Regions from separate parts of the Mus musculus genome. Here all the other regions are linked to region 2. Evidence: chromatin contacts called from public promoter capture Hi-C data. All regions are on one chromosome and are shown on one strand. The core of a region is the stretch at or near the end of the contact, and the rest is flanking DNA. Distances in the headings are between cores, read along the strand shown.

What was found. Promoter capture Hi-C pulls out the DNA fragments that hold promoters and counts their contacts.
Region 1: a contact with region 2 is called in a promoter capture Hi-C map of liver, with 3 times the contacts expected there. The contact joins the promoter of Tmem59 here to the promoter of Cdkn2c in region 2. A contact is called at or near these places in 2 of 39 promoter capture datasets (liver and pre-B cells).
Region 3: a contact with region 2 is called in a promoter capture Hi-C map of second pharyngeal arch cranial neural crest. The contact joins the enhancer-like site here to the promoter of Cdkn2c in region 2. A contact is called at or near these places in 5 of 39 promoter capture datasets (cranial neural crest, embryonic stem cells, frontonasal cranial neural crest and 2 more), 1 of 484 Hi-C or Micro-C datasets (B cells) and 4 of 115 datasets of contacts at active chromatin or transcription factors (astrocytes, embryonic forebrain, large pre-B cells and 1 more).

Annotation. Positions count from the first base shown.
Region 1 is chr4:107,176,607-107,180,290 of GRCm38.p6, forward strand. Tmem59 (transmembrane protein 59) reads left to right here and starts at 2,024. Exons shown (of 8, transcript NM_029565.3): 1 at 2,024-2,311. The coding sequence starts at 2,123. It overlaps Tceanc2 (transcription elongation factor A (SII) N-terminal and central domain containing 2), which reads right to left and starts at 1,760. Exons shown (of 5, transcript NM_025617.2): 1 at 1,632-1,760; 2 at 959-1,098. The coding sequence starts at 1,057.
Region 2 is chr4:109,664,640-109,668,802 of GRCm38.p6, forward strand. Cdkn2c (cyclin dependent kinase inhibitor 2C) reads right to left here and starts at 2,117. Exons shown (of 3, transcript NM_001301368.1): 1 at 971-2,117; 2 at 379-518. The coding sequence starts at 507.
Region 3 is chr4:111,684,771-111,688,813 of GRCm38.p6, forward strand. No RefSeq gene overlaps it. Among named protein-coding and RNA genes, the nearest start is that of Spata6, 33 kb to the right of the region's middle. Within about 2 kb of position 2,476, at least 67 of the 459 cell types and tissues checked have an H3K27ac peak or open chromatin away from gene starts, as enhancers often do. A contact at or near this core is called in B cells, where this site is marked.

The DNA.
Region 1 (3,684 bases), core at 774-3,273, 2.5 Mb before region 2:
CAGGAGGAGGTCCAGCCTCTGTGGACCGAACCACAAAAAGCCATGCAAAAGCAAAAACAACAGGGCTGGAGAGATGTTTTGTGAAGGAAAACATCACACCCCTGCAAGTTTAGCCTTTATAGTGTACTGTTTGCAATGCTCAATAATGCAGGATGTTCTAAGTGTCCCAGAATTGTCTTGTGACCAAAGGCTGTACAGCTCCTTCAGAAAAACAAGTCTATAGCTAACAGAAAACAATCGCTGTCAGCTTGATTTCTTAAAGGTCCAAGTACTTCTAGAACACAGCCACTCATTCTGATGTTTACCCTAGACAGAGTGAACAACAGCTATTTCATCCTAATGTTTTCCCTAGATCCAATGATTCTACTAGAATTCCTGCCACATACTGCTCTTGCAGAGGACTTTAGTTCAGTTTCCAGGACCTCAAATTTCTACTTTAGGTAGTGCACAATCACTATCACTACAGCTCCAAAGAGAGCCAAAGCCACTAGTGACCATATCCACACACAGACACAGACACACATAAGAATAAATCTTGGCCAGGAATAGTAGCACAAGCCTTTAATTCCAGCTCTTGAGAGGTTGAGGCAGGGGGATTTCTGAGTTCTAGGTCAGCTTGGTCTACAGGTGAGTTCCAGGACAGTCAGGGCTACACAGTGAAACCCTGTCTTGAAAACCAAAATAAATAAATAAAAATTCATCTTAAAAAGAAAAAACTTAACAAAGGGGGGTAGTGATCCTGTCAGCTAGCAACCATACCCTAAAGCCAGAATTGGATTAATTCAGGGTAGCAGAGGTACAGGAACTGATAAAAGTCTGTACAGGGTATGTAAGAAAGAAAAATGGTCCCTGAAGGGTGCTTAACAAAAAGTCATGATTCCCTACAATGGAACCTGTTGGCCCTATCTCTTTATGACAGTCCTGTGCACATTTTCTCTGACCCCACATTCCTTCTCACCTTCAACGACTCAATCGTGGCTTGCTTGTAAACCTTTTCTCCGAGTTTCTTCTTCGGGCTATTCTGGATCCTAGGCGTTCGAATGACGAATTTATCCATTGCTGGGGGCTCCGCCTACCTTCAGGTGCTTGAGGAGTATTCTATTCAAGAAACAGGGTGAAACTTTATTAAGGTTGAGATGTGTATTCCCAGAAGTGACACGACTGGATTTTCTAAACACGTCTGAATTATGAAGGCTTTTGGATGGTATTTACAGGAAATAAGACTTCTTCTCGAAAGAGGAAATCTCTTCTGAAACTATAATTAAGTTTACTTCCTGGGTTAAGTTCCTAAGATCCAGAGGGGCATGCTAGGGAGGGAGTTGGATTCCACTACCCGGGGTAATGGGGTGACTTCTGAAATCCTTTTCCAGTTCAGGTTGAGTTGTGATGAAGTTAGGGTTCCACTGGGCTCAGTGAACCCCTCTTTACACCCACTCCGCGGCAGCCCCAATCCTAAGAATTACTCTAAGGCCCACAACAACCATCTCCAGACCCCGGCGCAATACAGAAGCTGCTTCAGAAACCAGTGTTGTGTGTCAGAGAATCCCAACCCTTCCACGAGCAAGGCCTTGGCCCCAGCACTAGGAGGCCTGGAAAGGGCTTATCCAATCAGAGCTCGACGTGAGACCCACCGGGAAAATCAGCCTGCCTACGCTGTTTGGTCTCTTGACTCCTCGGGACCTCCACCCGGGCCGCGCGTTGTAACTATTTGTACACTTCTTCCGGGGCCCAGTTCCTCGCTGGTGACCCGCAGGAACTACACTTCCCAGAACGCACTGCGAGGCGTGCGGAAGCTGTGGTTGAGGGAAGCAACACCCCTCAGCTCGCTCCAAGCCGCCGAGAACTACTGGCCCCAGTCGGCCTGGCACGGAGAAAGGGGCAGGCGCGGCTCTGAGCCCAAGGCTGAGATGGTCGGCCGGGTCCCCAAGCCCGCCCACGAGAGGTTTTCCGTCCCAGAGACCGGCCAGGAGGCAGCCGATTGGGCGGACCGGGGCGGGGCCGAGGAGCTCTCGGAGGCGGAAGCGCGGGCCGGAGGGGCGGGGAAAGGGGCTGGCCCGGAAGAAGGAGAAAGCCTGAAAAGAAAACAGCAACAATTCGAGCTGCTGTGACAGAGGGGAACAAGATGGCGGCGCCAAAGGGGAAGCTTTGGGTCCAGGCCCAACTGGGGCTCCCGCCGCTGCTGCTGTTGACTATGGCGCTGGCCGGAGGCTCGGGGACTGCAGCGGCCGAAGCCTTTGACTCGGTCCTGGGAGACACAGCGTCCTGTCACCGGGCCTGTCAGCTGACCTACCCCTTGCACACCTACCCGAAGGTAGGCAGGGCCCATCCGTCCCGAGTTCCCCTCATCCCTCGGTGCCCCAGCTCGCGTCGTTCCACCTCGGGGTCAGCGCCGGGGCCCTAGTGGTGAAGCTGTGCTTCAGCCGCTGCCCACTCGGTGCAGCTGCAGTTTTCCTTGCTCCTGCGGAAATTGCCGGAAGTTTGTGCTGCAGGTCTCGGCGATAGGCTGGGGGTTGGGGGGGGGGACACAAATGTGCGGAATCGGCGAGCCCTTGGGAGCCCGCGGGACCGCCAGGGAGGCGATCGCTTGCTAGGGTAGATGGAGGATGAACGCGAGGTCCTGACCTAACTAGCAGCGCGGGGGTGGGGAGGATGGCGCGGACGCAGGCGTGCACAAAATAGTGCCTTCCAGTCTGGGTTGATGGCGCGCCTCTCTGGGACGAAGCGCGTTGTGTTCCCCGAGTCGGAGAAAGCTTGACAATTCCTTTGCGGTCTGAAGTGTGAAGTCAGCCTCAGTAGTTACCAGACACCGTGGAAGGGAGGACTTCCTGTCTGTGTTGAGTGTGTGTGAGACGCTGCCGCAAGGGACTGGATGCCTTTGTGAGGCGGCGGTTGGGGGGGGGGGGGTCTGTCTTCAAAAAACAATAAAGTAAAATAAACGTCACTCAGTGCAGAAGATAAGGAATCGTGGAGTGGATCAGGAAATTCTACTGTCCTACGGAAAACCTATACTGTGTAGCTAGAGGAGAGACCGATCCCTAACCCTGGTCCCTGCCCGCAGCCGCTGCCTAGCCTTTAATTCTGCCTTCTTAAGTTGTTTTCCAGTTTCTTATGAATTCTGTTTACTCAACATTCTAAATTGCTTGGTGGTTCTCCCCACTCATTTTCCATATATAATTAGGGTTTATGCCCCTCCCCACCTGGCTTTGTAAGGGCTTTCGCTGATGCGCGTGGTTTTTTTTTTTTTTTTTTTTGGCCTTGTCTTCTGTATGCTATTTGCTTAACCATTGTGGCTCTCCCTCTTTGCCTTCTAAAGGTACAAAGTGACTAGAATGGCAGTCCCAGTGACTTTAGAATGTTCCATATTGACAAGTGCTTTCCTGTCTTTGATATTAAAAAGTGTAAATTCTGTACCTTCAAGCATTTTGTCCCCCTTACCCATCTGAGGGTCATCAATTACAAGCAAAACATAAACGGCGCCACAAGATTGTACTGAGATTAGCCTTAAATTTTCTTTCTTTTGGTTTTTCGAGACAGGGTTTCTCTGTGTAGCCCTGGCTGTCCTGGAACTCACTCTGTAGACCAGGCTGGCCTCAAACTCAGAAATCCTCCTGCCTCTGCCTCCCAAGTGCAGGGATTAAAGGCTTGCAGCACCGGCTAGCCTTAAAATTTCTAAGTTAGAAATTA
Region 2 (4,163 bases), core at 867-3,366:
GTGAATACCACCATTAGCTGTGTATTTACTTGAAATAATAATCATAATAATGTGCTTAAAGAGCTATCTAAAACAACACTGCACAAAACAAACAGATTTCGACGATAAGAATACTTTAAAACCTCCATTGTCACAAAAGCATTCCAAAAATTATGACCAAACCTAAGATTCTCTTGATATCGAGGATGTTATTGGAGTTGACCAGTTTCTCCAAAGTACGTCATTTTGGGGAGTTGGATCCACTTAAAGATATAAAATATGGCAACCATGAAGGTTTTAAAACAGTGAAGATCTGTACCCCTCCAAACTTAAAAGCTGTCATTTTAGAAACCCAGGCAACCTTATTAACTTGTTTTCCCCACCTCTGTGGATACCAACCTGCAGCGCAGTTCTCCCAAATCCATTTTGAGCGTTGACGTTTACATTATTTTGCAACAAACTAGTAAGTTGCTCTAGGTCCCCCCTGGCAGCTGCGGACGCCAACTCGTTCCCCCAAGGCTCGGCCATTCTTTAGGGTCCTGACGATCGGGAAAAGACGATTAGTTGCTTCTCTTTTTCCCCTTTCCTTTGCTCCTAATCAGGCTGCATGATGGCATCGGAGGCTGACAGAAGGACTGGGATGGTTAATCTGGAGTAGAGCTTGGTAGTAAATACTAGTAAGGTCGGCCTGCCAAAAGCCCGCCCCTCGATTCACACGTGATTATTCAGCAAAAGTGAGCCCATTGGAGAGGGGCTCCTTCTCTAGCTTTTTAGCTTAACCCCTAAGAAGGATTCTGGCGATTCAACAGAGATACATACACAGAAGCAGTTCTTGATTAATTACTATGGACGTGAGATGTAGGCAGAGCTGTCACGTACCTAAGCTTTACAGCTCTGTGAGGAAGATGTTGCGGAGACTTAAAGGACTAGGTCAGCTCAGACAACACCGCGAAAGAAAAAGTATTAGAGAGTAGAAAAGGTATTAACCCACCCTTGTTCACAGTGGTGATTTGAGGCAGAATTTCAGAGTCAGGTCCTTCGCAGAGCTCACTTTCCATCCGTCTAGCCGAAGGGGGTAGTCCAGAGTGCTGCTCGCTCGCTAGCAGAGCGCCGCGCTGGCTGGATGCTGACGTGCTCGGGAGGGTTAAAGACGATCGCTGAGGGCAGACCAGAGCAGCAGCTCTGAAGCCCTCAACTCTCAGGTCTCAACGACTCCCTAGCGGGCTCGGCGTCTTCAGAAGAGCCTCCGGAGCCCGCCCGCCGAGCTGCCGCAGCCCCGCCGAGCCTCAGAGGCCGTGGGAGCCGGGCAGGGCGCGGGTCTCCGGAGGCTGGTGGGTGTGCGGCAGACCCCCGCCAAGCCCGTCATGCCGGCCCCGCCGGGTCCCGGGACTCCCGGCAGCCTGAAGACGGTGCACGGCGAAGGGGGAAGCGTCTATGGGGCTCCAGCCGCTGGGGTAGCTCGCGGCAGCATCGCTCTTGCACCCGGCCAGCTCACCAGTAACTTCCCGCCTACGACCGAGCTAGCTCAGGCTCTTCACTGCAAGCGCTCGCTGAGGGGCGGCCGTCGCCTCTGCCGCTGTCGTTCCCTCCCTTTCAGATTTTCCCGGGGCGTCCGATGATGGGAAGGGTCTTTGGAAGTAGGAGCGGTCGCCACAGATCCCGGGCGCAGCCAGTCCCGCCAACTTCTTGGCGGCCGCCCAGCAGCTCGGGCGCTCGGTGCCACTTGGCCAGTTAGTTCTTGGCGGTCCTCCGGCCTGTGCCCCTATCAGTGCCGCGGACAGGACAGCGGCTGCCAGCCAGTTGGGTTCCGGAGCCGAGGCAGGCTGCGCCGGCCGGTCGCGAGCCGCAGCTGACAGTTTCTTTTGTAGTCCGACTCCCCCAAATCTCTGATCGCCGCTCCCTTCTCCGCTACAGACACTTGCGCGTCTTTCCTTTAGGATCTTTCCCTTCCCTCCCTCCTTTGCTTCTTTTTCCGCTGAAGCAACTGCTGCTACGGTTGCCTCTGAAGGTACTGTGCCGGTTTCTTATCCCTTTTTTCCGACCTCATCAGCTTTTTTTGAAAAGAAAAAAATTGAGCGCTTTTTGAGTTGAAAAACCCGCCCCCATTTTAACGGCAGAGTTTTAAGGAGGCTCCGCCGAGTTAGGGCGCCGCGGGAGCGGGAAGGCCGGGCCCCGCCCACGCCCCGCCCAACGCCCTGGCGGCGCAGTGGCCGGCAGCCCGCTCGCTCCGCCCTCGCGGCCCTGCGCCCTTCTCTGCCCGCGCTGGGCCTGGGTTCGCTGGCGCTCCCGCCTGCCCTCTCGCTTCGCTAGTCTCCCCTGCCGAAGCGGGGTGGGTTCGGCCCGGCCTGGCCTGCTGTTCTGGGGCTGGCTGGAGTGGGAGCCTCTACCGTGCGGGACCCCGGTGGTGGTAACTAAGGCCGCGGGTGCGGGCGGAGGCCCTTAGAGGCTCGGCGGCCCTGCAGCTGACGGGTAGGATCTCCTCTGCTGGAGCCGGGCAGCTCCACCCTCCTCGGCGCTCCCCGACCAGGCTCGCCGAGTTCGAGTGGCCTGGCCCGGGGCTGCTGGACTCCTTTGCTCTGCCACAGGCCTTGGCACCTGTCAGGTCATTGCCAGGGCTGCAGAGGCGACACAACTGACAGCACCACAGGGCAGAGAAGTCTTGTAGACCGAGTTTTATGAGAACTGAAAGCATATTACAAGAAATCCCGACGAACTTCAGGGTCTAGAAAATGTGAACTTCTAGTCTTGAGGGAAAAGGAGAAATGCAATTAACTTTAAACAAAGCTTACAGTGAGTTAGAAAGGTTTTCTAAAAAGGCTATGTCTTTATTGGGGGATTTCTTTCACTCACTACACCGAGGATTGGTTGTTTTTAGGTGGAGGTGAGGATGGTGGTCTAAGTGTAAAAGGACCAGTGCATCCATATATTTCATATTCATCAATTTTCTGTACTTTTCACGTCTTCTTGTAGGCATATGAGATTATTGCCTTCTATACTTTTATGCTTTTAAAAAAACACCAGCATGGTTGCATTCAGTGGTCAAAATGAAACCAAACCCCCCCTCCGCCTCCCCTCCCCCCCAAATATTGGTCTAATTAGAACCAGCCACTGCACATATATCCTCAAGTAACATCTGTAACCCAGTTCCTTGGAGTAAAGTGAAAGTATTCAAACAAGCCAGAGACATCTGGATAGTCATTTAGCAACAGGTTGGCTGTTAGGGAAAATTGGAACTACAAGAATTTGGCAGTGTTTCTTTAAGTTGTTAAGAAAAAGATTAGAGCTAATTTTTGAGGTATCGAAAGCTGAATATTGTGAATCAGGTAACAACAAAGGGGATGAACTTCTTTAAAAATCATTTTAACAGAATATTTAGGATTCCATGTATACTGTATTCCATGTATACATTCTGGGAACTCTGAGTTTTTAGTTATCTGGAAGCTATGATAGGAGATTGGCACTGTTAAAGTGATAACTAGCACTAATACAAATTTACAAACACTGCTTTCTGGAAATTAATGGTGTCTTGCTTGGAGAAAATATGGTAACGAGGAAGAATAAAATTGTGGGCATTCTGTATAAAAATGGATGTACATGTGTTATGACTTTCATCAAATAAAATATCTTTGCTGAATTACTGAGTAAAGAAAATGCAATGTTTAGGGTGCTGTTGCCCAGGCTAGCCTACTGCTCCTTATGTACCCCAGACTGGCTTAGTATTTGTAACCTTGTGTCACCCTGGTATGGCTGGATTACAAGTATTCCCCACTCTACCGTGTTGTATTAAGACCTTTGGGGAGAGGCTGGAGAGATGGCTCAGTTAAGAGTGCTGACTGCTCTTCCAGAGGTCCTGAGTTCAATTCTCAGCAACCTCATGGTGGCTCACAACCATCTGCAATGGGATCCGATGCCCCCTTCTGGTATGTCTGAAGAGAGCAATAGTGTACTCATATACACAAATATTTTTAAAAAGGGTTTGGGGGAACCCTAAGCATTGAAGATTTTAATGTCCCATCACCCACAAATAAAACTTAAAAATATAGAACCTGCAAATAAGAGTAAAAGCAGCAGCTGGTAAGATGGCTCAGTGGTTAAGAATACCGACTGCTCTTCTGAAGGTTCTGAGTTCAAATCCCAGCAACCACACAGTGGCTCACAACCATCCGTAACAAACTCTGATGCCC
Region 3 (4,043 bases), core at 1,226-3,725, 2.0 Mb after region 2:
CTTTCTGGTACACCGAAAAGTAAGCCAGCAGCTGTATACTCCAGATGCCATAGGAACACCCACTGCCAGGCCTTTCCTTACCATAATAGACTTAAGCCCTTAAAATTACGAGCCCAAATAAGCCTTTCTTCTTTTGAGTTCCTTTAGGGAGATATTTAATCAGTGACCAGAGAAATAATGTAAATTAACCCAGCTAAACTCTGAAGCAATTTTGTTTATCTAAATCTGTGGCTCTGCCTACAGTTTTGTTACCCCTGGTTCCTCACCCTTATTACCCACCACGAAAACAATCTGAACGATGATGCTCTCAATCTTCTGAAGGGTGCCAAGGATCTAGAATAGTGGGTTCTAGGTATGGTCTCCAGACCTGCAACATCGGCATCATCTGGCCACTTGACAGTAACTCAGAAGCTCAGGACTGATCCCCAAACTGGAAGCTCTGGAAGTGGGGCTCAGCCCTCTGTGTTCCGAGGACCCTTCTGTGTGATTCTGAAGTATATTCAAACTTGAGGATCTCTGTCGATGGAGTCTAGCAGGCTGAAGTAGCCAACTTTTGACAGTGTGAAGGAAGATCATTTACAGTGTGTTGAGTGGCATTCCCAGCTCTCCTGGGACGCATGTGGCCGATGGACCACACTTGGACACACCTGGGACAGTACCCAAGAAAGTTTCTCCCCACTTGTCACAATGAAATGGGATTTCCCCATCACAAGGATTGGTTTAGGAGTGACGCACTACAGGGTGGGTGTGTAAGGGCATTAGCTGGTCAGCATGGATACCAGCCTAGCATCCCGAAGGGGCCCTTCTCAGACTAAACATACATGCTTTCCATACTGAAGGCCCTGGGAAAAGATCCCAAGTGGGTAAGGCAAAGGAGAGACATCTATCTGAGACACAAATAGCCACGAGGTAGAGAAGTAGCTATTTGCCAACTGCGTGCTTCACTATTTGAACAACAGGCTCAGCTGTGCCAGTTCTTGCCAGCTGCAAGAATGCCCTAGTACAACTTCATTTAACTCTGCTCCCCTGTGAGGAAATGTGGAGGCCATAAGTCATCAGTGTAAGGGGAGGCAGCCCTGAGAGGGGCACACAGCTATGGGAATCAGAAAGCAGTGGTGATATTTTCTTGATACACCCTAATTCCAGGTAGACCATTATTCACATGTCCTGGTTTGAGTTGAACTTTTAGGTGTTCTCATGTGATACTCTGCATCCGAAGAAAAAGAAGCCCAGGTAGGTATCCTAAGACACATGTCTCCAAGAGCAATGACCAAATGTTCTCTTCTTCTGATGTTCTGAACAGCCCACCCCTTCATTCTTGCTGCCTGCCAGGTGCAGATCAACTAGGAACCCTTTGCCCCAGTTGTGTGTTGGGCAGGCTGCAAAGCTTGTTTATTAGTGAAATGCATCTGATCAGAGAGGCCTGCCTGACAAGTTCATTACATATCAATTTAATTAGCTGATTTACATTTAATTTACATTTCAATTAATGTCTTTAGCAACAAAATGCTGCCTTAATAGGGTAATTGCCTGTTAGGCAATATGTAAAAGAATAAATAGTCGCATTCTGAGGAAGAATTCCTATTTTCAATTTTTTATTACCATAAATAACTGAAATAATTATTGCTCTTAAGGGCCACGTCCTCTTTTCCTTCTGGGCCTAATTATAAAGACTTAGTACCTCATTAAGCAAAATGGTTTTGGAGTCACAGAAAAACATTACTCTGATCGTGACTCATTAGTTTCAACAAAAGAGGGGGAAACTGTGATGGTAGGCACATTTGGGGGGAGTGGGGCTCATGTCCTTCCTGAACCATCCCAAAGTGACTGCACAGGTGTGCTTGCACCTCCTGGGGTGTTGGTTGGAGGGCGATTCACAACAGTCTGCTCCAAGTATTTCTAAAGACAAGAGACTCAGGACCTCTTGAGGCAGATGGTACAAACTGCTAGGTTTTTGTTTTTTGTTTCTTCCTTGCATAACATAAACTCTGTCCCTCTCCTTAAGACAGTTGTGGCCAATTCCTACTAGAAAAGAAGTTTTCCAGAGGTATAATAATAGCATTGTCCTAAGAGAAGCCAGCTGGCAGCTATGCTTGAGTGTGACACAGGGCTAGAAGAGATCTGACACCTTCAGAAGGAAGGTCAAATTATCTAAAAGTGGGAAGATTGAAGCGGTCTTGGAAATTCAACAGGAAAGCTGGCAAACCCGGGGGATACACTAAGGGAAGTGCAGGGTAAATTTGGCTGTGTGGTCCAACAGGGTCAAAGGACAAATGAGGCTGGCCTTGAGAGTTCGCTCGGTGTCTTCCAGGAAGCTGAATTCCCGAACACATGTGAGAAAGTAAATACTGAAAATGTATGAGCCTTGGAGCGGGAGCTATTTAGGCTCCTGCTGTCCTCCCCAAGTCTCGGCAAATCTCACTAGTCTCTCCTCAGCACAGTTTCAAACCTCCCCTTTCTTTTGAGTTCTGCAGTGGTGCTGTCCACAGCTCAGCACAGTGCCACCGCGTGGAATCAAGATGCAACAGCAGGAGAGATACACCGATGTCCTTTTGGATTTCATTTAGTTAATCAAATCAATGTAATGCCGACTCAAAAAAGGGAAAAAGAAAAAGAAAAAGAAAAGAAAGAAGAAAAAGAAAAACAAAGAAAAAAGAAAGAAAGGAAGGAAGAAAAAGAAGAAAGAAGGAAGACAGTGGGCTGCCAGGAAGTTGCTGCAATGAGGAGTAAGAGAAAGATGACTTTGTTATTTAACTAAAAAACGGGAATATGTTTTTCCTGTAATATTTTGGCAGCATTCGCATCAATAAGCCTCAGCATCTAGCTCTCTTCCAGTTCAGAACCAGCTAGTCCATGGCAGCGCTTAGTAAAGAAAGGAACACGTAGTCCACATTCCTTCTTCCTAAATGTTATTTCTAAGATTCCTTTTCACATTTCCCCACCACCACCCTGAGGATGAGGTTTTCAGATCCACAAACACCTTTCCCATTGCCTCTGGAAGCTATCAGGCGCCACAATCTGAAAGAGGGAAAGCAGCAGGATGGCAGCAGTCTCTGTCCCCAGCAGGGGGCGCTCAAAACTTATGCTCTGGCTACCACGTTTCTCCTCTAAGCTCTGCCCTGGAAAAGCAGGAACTCAGCTCTCACAGACCCAACCTTTTTACTACGAAGGCATTTTGAACACTCTCTTCTACATGAAAGTCACATAAAATATATACATACTTGCATAATCAACTTTCAAAAACATATACAATATTCTAACACACTGGAGAAACAAACTAATTGTAACATGCAAGAGAATAACATGCATATCTGCATCTAAATCACATGATAGGATGGCATAAAAAGCCACAACGAAAAATCTGTAGTCTCAGCTGAGGCAGGAGGATCTCTTGAGGCAGTATTTCTTGTCCAGCCTATGCATCTATGCACACATGTAGGAACACACACAGACACAGTGGCAGAAGTTAAACAGACTTAATAAAGTAGCATAAACTTCGATCTCTTCCTCTGATTTTCAAATTGGGAGCTGCAGATGCTACTGACTCCACCAGAAATGTTGAGTGGGTGATTCACACGCGACCACAGCTGTCAGTGCTAAACTTTCTAAACTGCAGAGCAACTCTTGATAGAATTCTGAGCAAGACAATTTCTCAGTTTTGATATTGGGAAGACATCTTAAAACACGTCTTCTCTTGATTTAGAAGGAAGTAGTATTGCTGGAAAATGGTTTGATGCATCATGGAGAGAAGACTGTGGTGTGTGTGTGTGTGTGTGTGTGTGTGTGTGTGTGTGTATGTATGTATGTGTATGTGAGTGTGTGTGAGAGAGACAGATAGAGACAGACAGAGATACAGGGAGGAGAGAGGAGGAGAATGGAGAGAGAGAGAGAGAGAGAGAGAGAGAGAGAGAGAGAGAGAGAGAGAGAGAAGAGAGAAGAGAGAAGAGAGAAGAGAGAAAAGAGAAGAGAGAAGAGAGAGAGTGGAGACAGGGGACAGGGGAGGGGAAGGGGAAAGATGGAGAGCTATCCGAGCGTGTAGCCTA